Linked DNA regions of Anser cygnoides: region 2 is linked to region 1. Evidence: chromatin contacts called from public Hi-C data. All regions are on one chromosome and are shown on one strand. The core of a region is the stretch at or near the end of the contact, and the rest is flanking DNA. Distances in the headings are between cores, read along the strand shown.

Region 1 (7,346 bases), core at 3,451-5,950:
GTTTGTTAGAAGAAAAATACAGAGATCTACCGTGGTCCTAGAACCAAATTCCAAAATACACAGGACCTGACAAATTTCTTGAATGATGTACTTTCTACACATGTATGTAACATACAAGTCCAAATCCATTTTATGTCCAAAATTTTAACTCAAACAGATGTTTAAAATCATGACATTGTCTTTTTTTTTTTTTCTTTTTTCCCCCAGAAGTCAAGCTGTTGTCAGACTAGATTTTGCAGAATTAAGGAAATGGAAAACCCTGAGCAGGACGGCTGACCAGGAGAGGGGGTGGGTGACCAACTCCGTGCGACCCCACAGTTAAAACCAACATTTCAGTGTAGCAATTCCCAGATGAGCAAATTCCAAAGGCTCAGGATGAAGACAACATATCTCGCTTGCTGTTCTATATCCTATACTGAAAAAAAAAAAAAACACAAATAGAGAGTAAGCTGCCCAGGTTTATGAGATGTACATGGGTCCCCATAGGTAAGTGAGTTTACTCTGCACAACAAGGGCTGATGCAGCAATACGAAATGCTGACAAAAGAGAAGTGAGTTCTCCTCCCTTAGACCACAAGTATATTGCTACATTACTGTGACATGCCCATGTTATTCCCAGGACAATAGTAAAATTTTTCAAAGGGTTGTGCTATGTGAACGTACCAGAGGAGGGTAGTATTTGCTTGGGCATCTCTGTATGGCACTTCATTGTGTTGCTCAGGAATGTCCTAAAACAGCAGATCAACTGTTGAACAATTTCACTAATCTGCATGTCAATGATTTACTCAAATCTGATGACTGATTTGGTCCCAACATACATGGTACCATTTTTAACCTTTACCTCTAGATACCATCCAGTTTAGAAGAATATATTGGGCAGTGAACCTTCTTGAGTTCCCCCCAGCCCCAGAACTTCTAATGGCAAGTTGATCTTTAATATATTGCAGGGCGTCAGGTCTCAAATTTTAATTTTAGGATATTTGATGGCATCAACGAACACACGAACTTCTCCCAGCTGTGGGAATTTTTTATTGCAGATACTTCCACACAAGACTGTCACCTCTCACTGAAAGATTAGGAACAAAGCACAACATTCATGCTTTTGTAGAATTCCCCTTTCCTTCCCATGAAAGGATAGTGCCACTTATTCTCCCGTTTTCTCATTAAAAGCTGTGGGGTTTTTTTTTGAAATCTTGACAATCATGAAAGCAATCACAGTAAGATAAAAACTGGTTAAACTAATTCACCGTGCTATTTTCCTCAAACGGGCAAAAGCCAGGCATGCTGAAATACAGCATTCTCATCACAGCAGCAAATGTTCTTAGCTTTATGCTGTTCTAGCAGCTGCAGCCCATCTATTTGTTTTATTTGGCCTTTTGAACATCTGCATAACTTGCATTCTTCAGATACTAGGTTACTTCTTTCTCTGGATGTGGGGGTGGAGAAAAGAGGAGGGGGGACTGAGCGCTACAGTTTACCTAGTTTTGAAATCCACCATACCTGAGTCAGACACACAGATTAATGTGCTTTAGATATTTTGTCTCCATGGGAAAAGAGAAAAAACAAAGTAAAACATTTTTTAACCATTTACTTGTTATAAGCATGTCATACAAATCTATCAGTAAGAAAAATAGCCCAGCAACCGCGCAACCCGGGCTCCAAAAACATTAATTCAGCCAGCTCTTACAGCTTACTGGAAATTACGCCTAAGAGTGACAATGAGTGAAAACTGGTGACAGAGGAAGCCAGGCAAGATAAAAGTTCGCAAGATAAAAATTTGCTACTGTTATTTGCCGCGGTGTATGAATTAACACTGCACCAAATGTCACTAGCTCCTAGCTACAGTTAGCATGAAAACCAACAAAAACATGCTCTCCCCTGAAAGCCAGCGTAGTACAGTAGTTCACTAAAGGAAGACTCAAATGGATAAACTACAGATCGGATTCTGAGTCCCTGCAAACAACCACAAGCTTCCAGTTCATTCACCTCTGTTTATACCATTTGTCTTACAAGTTCAAGTAATGGTCGTTTACCAACCCTGCTAACGCAGACCAGTGAAAAGACCAGGAGAGAAGCCTGACGCTGGGGCAGCGTCAACCATCTAGGAAAGAATGGCAGGCACGCTGTAGAAACGAAGAAATTGAATTACAATGACAGCTGACATTTTCAAAAATCATTGGAGCAGCCATGATTAAATCATACATCAAATTAAAATGCATATGAAAATGTTGCATTTCCCACTACGATCCAATCATACTCATTTATTCAAAAATAGACTTCTACGGTAGGCTTCAGCTTCTTTCAAGGCTGCAACCTCCTTCCTAGCTAGTCACGAAGATCAGATTACGAACTCCCTGGCCTTTTTACAGATTGCAACACTCACTAAGAACTGAAGACTACTGACCTTGGATTAAGAAATTTAACTGAGACGGGTTAGACTGTCAACCTGAAATGAGTGACGCTTAGTTGCTTCATTAAAACGTCAGTCTGAAGAAATATTCATGTCCACGAAAGTTGATTTTTCTAAGTACAACAGCTGACCTGATAAAAATTAAAACCTTCTACCTACAAATCTTGTCCTGCATATTAAACATAAATCTACTCATTTTTACACAAAGTACTTGTTTAAAAGTTCTAAAGCGAAGAAACATGAAACCAACGTTTTCCCCTAAGGTAAGTGATTTCTTTATAATTTTTCTAGCATCACTTCAATAAACAAACGCAGGCCCCAGAAGACAACTGGATGGAGGCATTATGGCTGCTCCTGTCTCTGGCAAGTAGGTAATGCTTCATCAAATGTCTTTCTTTAATTTTCTACAGTAGGCTTTGTAGGAATATGAGAGAAGTTCTAGATGCTACTGAAAATCATCAATAATTGCAGCATTCTTCTGATTTCATCCATACTTACCACTAGCTTGTTTCTATCTCACAGAAAGAGGGGCTGTGTATGAAATCAGGCATTTCAAAAACTGTTCTTTACACCTACTTCTTCCCTCCAAATAGCATGACTCCATGCATGTCAAAGTTGGATAAAGATGGAAGAATCCTTAACAAAACTTAGTGAACAAAAGGATGTAAAAAGAGACAGAACTGTGATTCCCTGTGTCAAGGACATTTTACTAGACAACTGAGGAAGTAAAATCTGAAAGAGACTGTGGAGAGACCGGTCTTAGGTAACTTTCTTAACATTTCCTGTATTTCTAACTAAAGAAGACTCTGCACTGGAGAAGTTCTTACAGGAATGAAAAAAAAAATATAGCAAAAGACAGAAGACTATCTGAATATAGATGCAATTGTTTTGGACCGTTTAGAGAACAAACCCAAAACTTGCAAGTGGGCTGATGCCTGTACATTTAGCCATTAGCACCAACGCTTTTGCACTGCTCTGCAACGCATTAAAAATAGTTTTGTCAGAAAAAAGTGCAATCAACTGCAACCTAATCTAGTTGTGAGGTCTTCATACAAGAAAGGTATGCAGGGGGTTTTGATTCATTTAGTTTTATTTTCTACCTCCTTCAGCCTGTTAGATTATATGTAAAGTACTGCTGAACTAATTTAAGCAGTCCCTCACCACACCTTCAGGGAGCATATTATCTACACTTCTGTTAAGCACCAATGTGCTACAGCCATTGATGTTATAAATGTTGGTTTATTATCATGGCAGCAAGTCACGCTAGGAACTGCAATAAAATCTATTAACATTTTATTCAAGTTCATGGTCGTATTAGGTCAAGTACTTGTGAATAAACTCTAGAGGATGAAGGACTAGCTTTAAGACTGTTGTTACCAATTGGTTACATTTTAGTAGATTTATTATTCGGCACAAATTGTAGAGCTCTGACTTAGTTTCACCAGGGACAAAAATATCTGTAAGATAACCAAGTCTGAGAAGAGCAAGAGGGAGGAAAAATAAATATGTGTCTACGTAAGTATCCTTAGAGTGATCAACACCATGTTAGATGAGACCAGCACATCGTTCTGATAACAACAATCCTATGCCGCATGTGTGCCTTGAGCTGCTTCATCAGAAACCATAGAAAATACAGACCAACGTTACTTATATAAGCATTTGCAGTCTTCAAACACCACAACCCAACAGGAGGCAGACATTTGTTCCAGATAAAATTCTTGTGAATAACATTTTTCCTCAACAATGTGGTACAAACTGTGTCAGTGTTTCTTGGATACTGAATTTTAAAGACTGTCAGCTCCCCGCAGCATAACCAACCCCTTGTTTTTCTCAATGTGCGCCAGTTGGACGAAAGTATTATTTAATTTAATTATGAAATATAGCTCAGAACAGAATTATTCCAAGCTCTGCAGCAAGATTCCATTTGTAACTCAAAGTAGTGTAAAAACAAGAGTTAATTGCCTGTACAAATATTTCAGGGTAGTGTTTACGTAATCAACAGTACATTAAGTACCAGAGTTGTGCTCTACTGATAGGTGAAAGAACAACTTTGAAAGGCAACTGCGTTGCCAATTAGCTTTCAACAAATATGTACACAAGCTGTGCTTGCAGGCTTGCGCTCAGCTTCCTCATTCTCTGCAGATTGCCCGGTTTTATAATGGTGAACTCCTTTATACTCAAACACCCAGCTAACTTCGCACCGCTCGAACAAGAGAAGGCAGCGGGTTTTATTCAGCCGGAGCTGTAACGCACCCAAATGTCACAGCTTAGGACCGTGATCTTTGACCAAAGCCACGTTCCAGTCGCAAGCGTGGGACACAAACCCCTTCGGCCGGAGCAGGGAAAATAAAACCACGGCTGCAGTTAGCCCCAGGAGGACGGAGCTTGCCTGCAAGACCCTGCAAGGCATACAAATGTCCCACTGGTCCCAGCTCCCGCATGTGCCTCCAGAGAGGCTGAGCCCTGAGCGCGAACACCCACGCGCATGCTCGCAGCAACTGCGCCACGGTTTTGCCTAACAGAGCTGTACACAAATAAAGAACCAAGCCCGGGTTCACAAAGCCACGTGAAGAGATTAACGCTCGTAGTCTTTGGGAATACCTGCATCGTGCTCCTCCCAGAAAATGGACTTGTTTTCCGTCCAGGAAAGCGAACTGCCTGGGGCTGAGGCCTGCACCTCCGCCACGTTGCGCAGGGCCTGGGCAGCACTGGACAGCAGCGTGCGGAGCTCCTCACAGGGTGCTCAGCAGGTGACTGCCAGCAGCCTTATGACTGACTGGGTCTGAAGGAAACATTTTGTAACTAGCTTAACAACAAATGCTAAAACAGCTTTCTGCAGTGCTTCCACGTTTCAGGCCTTTCCACAAGATATTTCTTACGCAGGCTGAGTTACTGTTCTGCTTGCTACGATGGAAACAAGTCTGAAGGTGAAAAGAGAGAAAGTTTATAGAAACAGGAAAGTTAAAACAATTCTGGAATTCTGCTTCATAAATTCCTTTAACTCACATAATGTTATATAAATTGCAATTTTGATAATAAGACAGCTGAAAATAAGTCTAGTCTTGTAAGTTGTGTGGGTGTATGGTTATGCTTATGTAACTTTCGATATCCACATTACTTTACAAGCATATGTTTAAGTCTGCTGCTGTGGATATCTCTGCTCTCCATGTGCATGTTTTGTTTCAGTACTCAGGAAAATCACCACTCTGCCATACTGCATAAAGCTTACGAAACCTTTTTGCTAAGTAGAAGTTATCAGTTTTTGAGCTAGTACCCTCATGGTATTAAGCTGAAGGAAGAGAGAGAAGGAGACTTAAAAGTACAGCTGAAGTCTGTGTGGCCCTGCTGCCACTGATTACGAAAAGTAACTTCTCCAGCATTTTCTGTAAAATGGTTCACATCTGGTCTGTGTTACAACAGAAGGGGTTGCCTGACGATCTGTCACAGCCACCCAAAGATACCAAAGAATAAACAACTGATCCTTTGATGTGCTTGTGGGACAGACAGCTGAAAATCTGTGGGTCTTATTATTTTTTTTTTTTTTTGCTAATGCACTGCACAGCACAAATAAGTCCCCCCTACTTTTTCATTATTCTTTTGTAAATCTGCTCGTCTCAGATACAGTATGTTACCAAGTTGGGATGTCCACATCTTAAAGTGGCTTATATATGCAGCAATGTTAGCCTTCACCGAAGTGGGTATTTGAACTTTTGTTGAGGAGTAAAGGACATGACATGCATTTTCATAAAACATAAAATTTTTACATTTTAAAAGCAAGCTTAAATTCACATTCATCTGCAGAAGTACTGACAAACAACTCAGACCAGCTTGTGTACCTCAGTGTACGCAGCCTGAGCAAACGAACGCCTCCTTGCTGCTGGGTGTGACTGGCCACTGCCTCCAATTACAGAGGATGAGCAATGCCAGCACCGGCACCTCTGAGCTCAAACCCTGCAAAAGCTTTCGACACCTCTCTCATTTGAGAGGAGAGTGAGCTGAATATGGTGACATTTTCTCCAACAAAACCGTATCTATTCATGTGCCTTTATAGGGATCTTTAACAAAGGGCTCTAAAGTCCAAGTTCAACTGTAAGGAAGGAAAGGGATTTGAAATCTAATTTCTGTGCACTTCTCCCCGATCATGAGGCCTCAGTATCAGTAACATACCCAAAGAAAAAAAGATCGCTGCTTCGAATATAAATGAATTGGAACGCACTGCTATAGAATCAAAATAAAAGATTGAAAATACGTATGGTGACTGTACTACATTAATTATTAAAGCTGCTTGAGGAACAGGAGGACCATATGGAGTAAAATAATCCACAGAAATAATAAAAGTCTCATAAGAAGCTATGTTATCTTTAAATAAATTTTTAATAGTTTCAAATTGTATTTATATAAATATACAGCTTCACAGATCGTCTTACAGTATCTTTTGAGTAGTCGGGTGGGTTTTTTTAGTATTATTCTCTCTCCAATTATTGACATAGGAAAATACATTGCTATGTTTTACTTTACATTTGGATGTACATAACCTTTATTTTCTGTGATAGCATTTGAAAACTTCCCTCTCCTTCTCTGAACACTGTATACATTAGACCTTTCCAATTATATCAACCGCAGTTTTATTCCTACCTAACGATGGCACAACTTGCACATGATTTATATACAGCTGGCCACGCACCAAATTGTATTTCTTCCTCCTAGAAAAAGGTCTGAAGATGAACGAAAGACTTAAGCTGCTGTTTCTAAAACAAAACATAAAGGTATCCTTCAGTTTGTATTTAGAATTACAAGTACCTGTTTTCTTTAAGAAACGTGTGCTTTCGAGCTTTTTTTTTTTTTTAGAAAACATTTCATTTCCCATTATGTTTGTGTACCTGTCATGTTTGTGATCTTTATCATTATTATAGTGAGCAAAAAGGGGGGAGGGGGGA
Region 2 (7,346 bases), core at 1,988-4,487, 51 kb after region 1:
TAAAGTGTCCCTGGTTACATACATAGAAATAGTGGCCAGCTTAAGGTTCTCACTTGCTTTTATTCATTTTACTGGGGCAAGTTTCCTCTGGAAGCTGATGAAGACAGCTGTTTTATACATTTCCATTGCACAGGTCTGTGTCCCCTCCTTCATATGACGCCTAACAAGTGAGAAGCCCCTCCACTAACACGCACTGAGCAATCAAGGGGGATGTGTAGGCCTCCAGGACCGTGAGGCACCCCGCAGATGACACACATACACCTACAACCAGAGCGATGTACTCTGCAATTACCCAAGCAACGGGGCCACTCGTGAGCTGGCCTGAGAGCCAAAACCCCACGCTGAGCTACAAAATAACACTAAGAGCAGGGAGCATAAAATACGGCACGCCATGTTCCTTCGGGAACTTAAGGAATAATAATTTAAAGTCACCACTGGCAGCTAGTCAAGACACGCAGTTTAACAGCCAGGGTTATCTGTATCGCTGCGGTGCCCAGGAGCCCCGGTCCCTGCACGTTGCAGGAACGGGACCACTCCTGCATGGTCCTGCAGCCGTGTCCCAGCCATGAGGCAGGAGCAGGTGGCCAGGGGCTGCTGCCACCGGGCCTCTGCCCTGGGAAGAGCGGGTCCCAGTGCGAATGCTTCAGCTCTGCACAGGGGAGCCTGGCTCAGACCTCACCGTGCGCTTTCTGACAATATACTGTGGTTTTATCCGCCACGGACGGGTGTGCTGGAGGCATCCCAGAGGCATACCAAACCTAGGGGAGGATGGGTGTCGAGGTTAGTGCTACCTCCTGCCAGCTCTACAGTGCGCAGTTCCCATGACCTGCTCTGACAGAAAAGGAAGCCATCCATTTCAGTAGAAGAGCAGTTCATACAGACAAAAGAGGGGGAGGGGATCCCATGTTGCATAAGATCCACATTAGGGCTTCCACAGTCCGTGGCACCTGGAGGCACCCTCTGCAGACCTTTCTGCTCCTCTCCAGAGCAGGCTGCCCTGGCCCTGCCGCACTCGCCAGGTGCCCATGAGCCAAAGACACAGCCGAGGCCGAGCGTTTCCAGGATTACCTCGCTTCGCTGGAGACAGCGGAGATGTCCAGCCTCCCAAGTCACCAGCTCGACCTAGGAGCTGGCCGGTGCCTGGCACAGGCAGTATCAGAAGAGCTAAGTTCTCTTCACTGACTTGGTTCTTGGTTTTGGGACCGCCGGCCAGTTCCCAGGGCTGTACTACCAGAGGCCAAGTGGTGGCCAAAGCAGAGAAGGTCACAGGTAATTTGTGTCCCCATTTAGTGAGAGCCTACCTGCCCCCAGCAACAGATGCTCTAGCACTAACAAGAATGTAAGTTTATGCAAATCACAATATCACTTGACCCAATCTATTTTTGAGTATTTTTTATTTTATTATTTTTATTGTTATATATTTTTTTTATTTATTATTTTCAGCTAATTGTGAGGCTGGGGATCCATTTGACTTCCCAAGGCAGGAACAGCAGTTCAAGTGCTCCTCCCCAGCCCCACGCAGCTTTGCCACCTGTGCCATGCTCACACCATGACCTGCACGTCCACATGGGGAAAAAGAGCAGGGAACCAAGAGGTGGGGGCAAGGAAGGAGAACCTGCACAGAAACGCAAGAAGGTTTTTGTTTTCTCCATCAGCTCAGCAGTCTGATTCATCGCACACCTGTACAAACACTAATGCTAACGCAGCGTATGGATGGGAGTAACGTGCAGCAGGGAACCAGAGGCTGAAGCAGTCCCAACAAGGCCAAGCCACAGCCTGACGATGGAAGCACTGATCACCCGTCCTTCTCACAGAGTACAATGCTTGTACTGGGCATCACGGTACAGCTCCCACAATATTAACAATATTGCTTACTCCTGGCCAGGAGAAACAACTGAGGAAAACAGTTCTGCATGCTGCCCCATGCTCAAGCCACTGCACATCTGGTAGCGATGGCCCCTTGCTCACTTGTCACCCTCCCTTCCTGGTGCCCAGTGACCCTGTGCTGATGGCATGGCCAGCACCATCTCCAAGACACACTGCTTCTCGCCATCTTCCAGAGGACACAACAAATGACACAGATGGGACCCGGCTGGGCACTCACACACCTCCCCTCTGTGGCTCCTGTCAGCATGGGGACTCGGCAAGGGCAGGATGTGGCCATGCTGGGGACAACCTGGCCAAAGTCCTGTGCTGCTAGGAACAGAGCTCCATCAGGTACATGTCCTCCCGCTTGTTTTCTAAAAATCACCGTGCCACCAGCCAGATGAATGGCACCCTTCAGCAATTTCAGCATTAAATCAAGGGAGGATGGAAGTTCAGCAAAACTTCAACAAAAATGCACAAAGACTTGCGTTTGAACGCACTATGTATGTTACCTAAATGCCACAGGAACATAGAAAAATAACTTCTCTGGGACGGCTGTTAACTTTTGAAGATTTTTCTGTAGAAGAAAAACATGCATTTGTTCCTGGAAAAACAATTTGTTTTGGTGTGTGTAAATGCTTTTTGTTGTTTGGGGGAACTGGAAGGTGACTTCAGACCACGGGGGAAGCCTGGACAGCTGAGCTGGGGGGGTTTTGGCCCCCCACCAACCTGCCTCCTGCGTTCCCAGCGTGGCCCTTGGTCAGCGCAGGGGCTGGGCGCAGTGCAGCCAGCCGTGTCAACAGCAGCTACCTCAGCTGATAATTAACCTTAATTGGGGCGGGGGGAGGGCGATGCAAAGGCTAAAAACACTCCCCCAAAAAACAAAGCCCTTTACCCAGTCAGTGACCTGATCCTACTGACCGTGAGTCACACAACCAGTGACCTTAACGGGAGCAAACATCGGGGCAGGAAAGCCTTTCAAAACAAGACCAGCTAATCATGGAAACAGCCTGGCGCTGGCTGTTCTGGGGCCGTACGTACATACATGTGTGTGTGCTGTAAGTGGGACCTGCAGCTTTACGTAGACCCATGATTACCATATATGTAAATAATAATGTAAATACTGTTGTTTAAAGGACCATCTCCTGGGAACGCTTTATTTGTATGCTTTAAGTACACTGCTTAAAGCCTCGGAGGAGGACAGCTGCTGTCCAACCATAAGCGCAGCGCGTTAAAACCACAATCTCCACCCCGAGCACCTGCGGACACAAGCACAGCCCCACCAGGCACACCTCATGCCAGCACACCTGCAGCAGCAGCAGCGCCCACAAAGGCTCCCGCTGTGCACAAGATGCTGCATTTCGAGTGTGTGCGCAGCTCCTAGGGCGGTGACCCCGAGGGCACCCAACACCGCGCCGCCCTAGCTGCTCTGCCTGCATCCTGGTTGCGAGCAGCAGCAGCCCGCGTGCATTACCCACTTCTCACGCCAAGCCAAGTGACAGCGTACGCATCCAGAAGGCAGTCTTCTGAGACCCCGCGCTCACACGGCCATGAACGTGCGCCAACCGCAACGCCCTTCTGGAGGCTCGGCGCTCGCGGCTGGAACTTGTGACCGCCAAACCCTCCCAAGGCTTGAATTTACCAAGAATAATGCCCAGTAACCAAAAAAATAGAAATTAAGGTTGAATATTAACATAAAAGACTTCAGAATTTGAAAGCGTTCTGCCACGTGATGCTTTCAGCTATAATTAAAATATGGCACATGTGTTTGACACTTATTTTTTAGTGTTCAAAAACATTTCAGTTGCTAGCCCTTTGCCATCTGTTTCCTATCGTTATTCCATTAAAATACTTTTCATTTCTCTAACAGTGCAAGAGTAAGATTTTTTTCCGGGTGACTAGATCGTTATCTCCTTTACTTGAACTGTACTATTCCAGATTTTTACTTTTTTATTTTGTTTAGGAGCATACAGGCTCCTCCCAACTGCCCCAAAGCACGGGCTAACAAAGCAAGCTAGCTTAAAACCAGCCAAACACATCCCCTTATCTCCACCTTCCAAAAAACACTTCTTCAAAGTCTCCGAGGAAACTAAATAAAACAGCTCATCAGCTGCAAAAAGCATTAGGATATTCCTCCTAGAAAGGAACAGCTCGCACTGGCACACGCCCGGGACGAAAACAAAGGCTCGGCACACAGTACGGAGATGACACCAGGCGAAACACTCCCCGTTCCCAGGCAAAAACACTCGAGCTCGACCGACTGCACCAGCGCGAGCGGCCGTGCAGCGGGGAAGTCGCCCACGTACGAGGAAGAGGTGGTTTCTGAGCAGTTATCAGGAGCGAGCGCAGTAATTCTTACCTGGAAAGTGCTGTTTGCAGCTGCTCGCCGATTTGTCAGCGCTCTCGCTGCTCTCGCCTCATGATTTATGATGCTCTACCCAGCACTGAGCCTTCTATTACTGTCCTCATTTATTGCCTGCAGCTGTCATTCTTACCAACAATTCTACTGCTGTTTGTAGGTGAGATATCAGAGGTATTTAGCGTGCACCTAGAGATGCAATTTTAATCAAACCTCCTCACAGGCAGTATTTAAGTGTTAGCACAACCGCACAGAGTGCAGCAATTCAGGGGGACTTGACCAACCAAAATTACGACAGGCAGAACTGTTTATTCATAAATGCCTCAAAAGGATGGATGTCCAACAGTCCTGGGGACATCCGCTGATTTGTGAGTGAAGATAGAAGTAGTACCCATAGATCACAAAGCCTTCTGACAGGTATTTAAATGCACAACAAGTATATTAATACAAATTCAGCAACTTCACTTTTTATTGCCAAAATGCCAAGGAGGTAAATCCAACTACACCTTTCTCACCCTGTATTTTTTCCCAGCCAGCAATTTTCCCCCTTAGAGCAGCCAGTTTTTTCAGCATCTCCAAAAAGCCTGCTGCATCTGCCTGTTTTGGACTAACAGCAGTGGAAGGGGGAACAGGTTTTAAACCCAACAATTGCCCTTCAAGCTCTCAGTGCGGTTTCTGGACGTGAACAATTTGAGAACCAGAAATTTTAACCCACACAGTCCGTGCTTCATTTGGGGGAAAGCCACGAGACGTTGGACAGGTTGACAAACAGGGGCACAGCATTGCCAGCAGCCTGCTTTGGGGAGGGCGTCCCCCAGGCTGCAGCACAATGGGGCTCCCTCGCCAAACTGCAGCCACCACCACAGAGCACGGAACAGAAACAAGTACAGAGTCCCGGAGCTACGTCTAGTACTATTTTCACATACACACTGAAGACCCAACTCCTTAATGCAACTGATAGTAACAGCATCTCTGTTTATTCAGGGAGTTTCTAGCGCTTGTGACTGTGGGTAAAACTTGAAAGTATGAACCCTCAACAAGCCCCAAAAGCCAGCTCTTACAAAGACGACCTTAGCACTGTTTTAAACGATCCTATGGGCCTGGCTTCTGGTGCCTGATTATTTTAAGGTCGGCAATCTTAAATTAGACCGATCAGTACTCTAAGCACTAAACCCACATTTCTGTAAGTTCTTTTCTTCAACACCATCCAGGGTACACAGCATGAAAATGACAAGTCAAAACCAACAATTGTGAATTTACAGTCAGAAGGTAGCCTGAAGGCCATCGTTGTTGTAGTCAAGCTTTATTTATAGCTTAACAGATAGTGTCAAAATAGAAGCTACAAATTAAACACGTAATTCTCTAAAAGGAAAAGTGATGATGCATTACACTCTACTACAGTAAGGTACCGCAGAACCTCCGGTGTCTGTAGGTTAATACTTACAACGTGTGTAGATGTCAGCTGATCCTATTACCCCTCCACGTCCCTGTCCCTCCACCCAAGATGACTGGGTCACATCGAGATCAGTGCACAGAGAGAACAGGCACCAGGTGGGAGCTCCCATTAAACCATTAGCTGGTGTGCAACTGTCTGCTCCCAGGTTAACAAACTAAGCCTGCTTTTAAATAGAGCACTAATTGGAGCACGTTTTAGAGCTCAGGAATATACGACCTTCAAACTCTTCTGAGGACGCATTTCATTTGTTTAAATGCACAATACATCTTTTGTCTTCCCGTAACACTTACTAGGAAAGTAGGTCTTAATTACTCATACATTTTTGGTTGGGGGGGTAAGGGGGAGGGAAACAAGCAAAATCTGGACCTACCTGTGACTTGATTTTGACACATTTATGCACACACATACACTTTTTAATTTCAGCTTTTGCTCCTTTCCTCTCCTTCTCCCTATGTCTAACTGGCATAACCACAAAAGGTGTACATTGGGTGGAAGTAACAAATCTATAAAGAACACGTGCAGTCTGTGCTTTACATAAAGATGTACTTTCTCGTAGGACCTCTACATTAGCTTTTAGCACAGATAAGACGTGTCTAGTTCAACAGTCACCCCCGTCCTCTGTTGCAGAAGGCCCCTCCGAAGACAGAAGGAGGATCCCTGCCCCGGCACCCACCCGACGTGCCCGCAGCACTCTGTCACCTCTGAGAGCCTGAGACAGAGACCTCCTGCTGCTGAGAGCATCCCCAAGACTCCTCCCTCCAGTCACCCCGTAACTGGGGAATTAAACATAAACACACACCAAAAACTTGGAAGCTTCTATTGATCATTATCTCTTTTTTTAATCCTGCACAGGATAATTTCTTTTATTGGCAACAGGAGAAAAAAGCCAAAATTTTCCAAACCTCACGCAGCCGAGAGGACAACTCTAATTGCTTTTATATTCAAACACAGATTCCCATCCCAGCCTCAGATGATGCCTCTACAATCTGATCACTCATGCATGTATGTATGGCTCTTTGCTGACAAACAACCTGACTCCTCTACTTGTGCAACTTGCATTACTCACACGGAAGCCTTGGCAGAGGCAGGCCAACATATGTTAATTACTGGGTTGCATTATAATAGGTCTAACATCTTGTTTCCCATCCAGGGTTTTAAAATAAATGGAAACAACAGTCTCTTTGGATACAGAAGTATGTATTTTTGTATCTCGAACTAAAAATATTCTACGTTAAACACACAAATAGATCAACTGCCAGAGAATTCCTGCCTCCTCTGTGTTCCTTTTGCAGGGTTTAATCCTTACTAAACGAAGATGTCAGACAATCTTCACAAGAGATTAGCATATGTGCATTTGTATTTCGTTACAAATTATTCCTCAGTCAGGTGCAGCAGTGACAAGGGGAGCTTAACTCCGCAGTCCTTCATTACTTCAAGAAGGAGTTTATCAGGTGAAGTTGTCTTCAGCAGAACAAAGCATAAATTCATGAACGCTGAAGGAGCATGAATAGAGCAGAGCTATACTTAAAAACGTATTTTTTTATGTGACAGGAGATATGAACTATGTTTCTTCGTTGTATGATTTAGTATGCTGGGATATTGCTAGGACAAGATGTTGGCAACATTACAAGTATTTTTTGATTTACATTTCTCTTTATTGAGAAA

The links. Hi-C and Micro-C count contacts between places; a contact is called where the count stands out from the background.
Region 2: a Hi-C map of liver shows a contact between it and region 1, with 2.3 times the contacts expected there. The contact joins two enhancer-like sites. A contact is called at or near these places in 4 of 7 Hi-C or Micro-C datasets (granulosa cells and liver).

The regions. Positions count from the first base shown.
Region 1 is chr7:34,190,586-34,197,931 of Taihu_goose_T2T_genome, forward strand. The region is part of intron 2 of ZMIZ1 (zinc finger MIZ-type containing 1); the gene reads right to left. Among named protein-coding and RNA genes, the nearest start is that of ZMIZ1, 71 kb to the right of the region's middle. Within about 2 kb of position 4,701, at least 1 of the 3 cell types and tissues checked has open chromatin away from gene starts, as enhancers often do. A contact at or near this core is called in liver, where this site is marked.
Region 2 is chr7:34,242,619-34,249,964 of Taihu_goose_T2T_genome, forward strand. All of the region lies in intron 1 of ZMIZ1 (zinc finger MIZ-type containing 1), which reads right to left. Among named protein-coding and RNA genes, the nearest start is that of ZMIZ1, 19 kb to the right of the region's middle. Within about 2 kb of position 3,238, at least 3 of the 3 cell types and tissues checked have open chromatin away from gene starts, as enhancers often do. A contact at or near this core is called in liver, where this site is marked.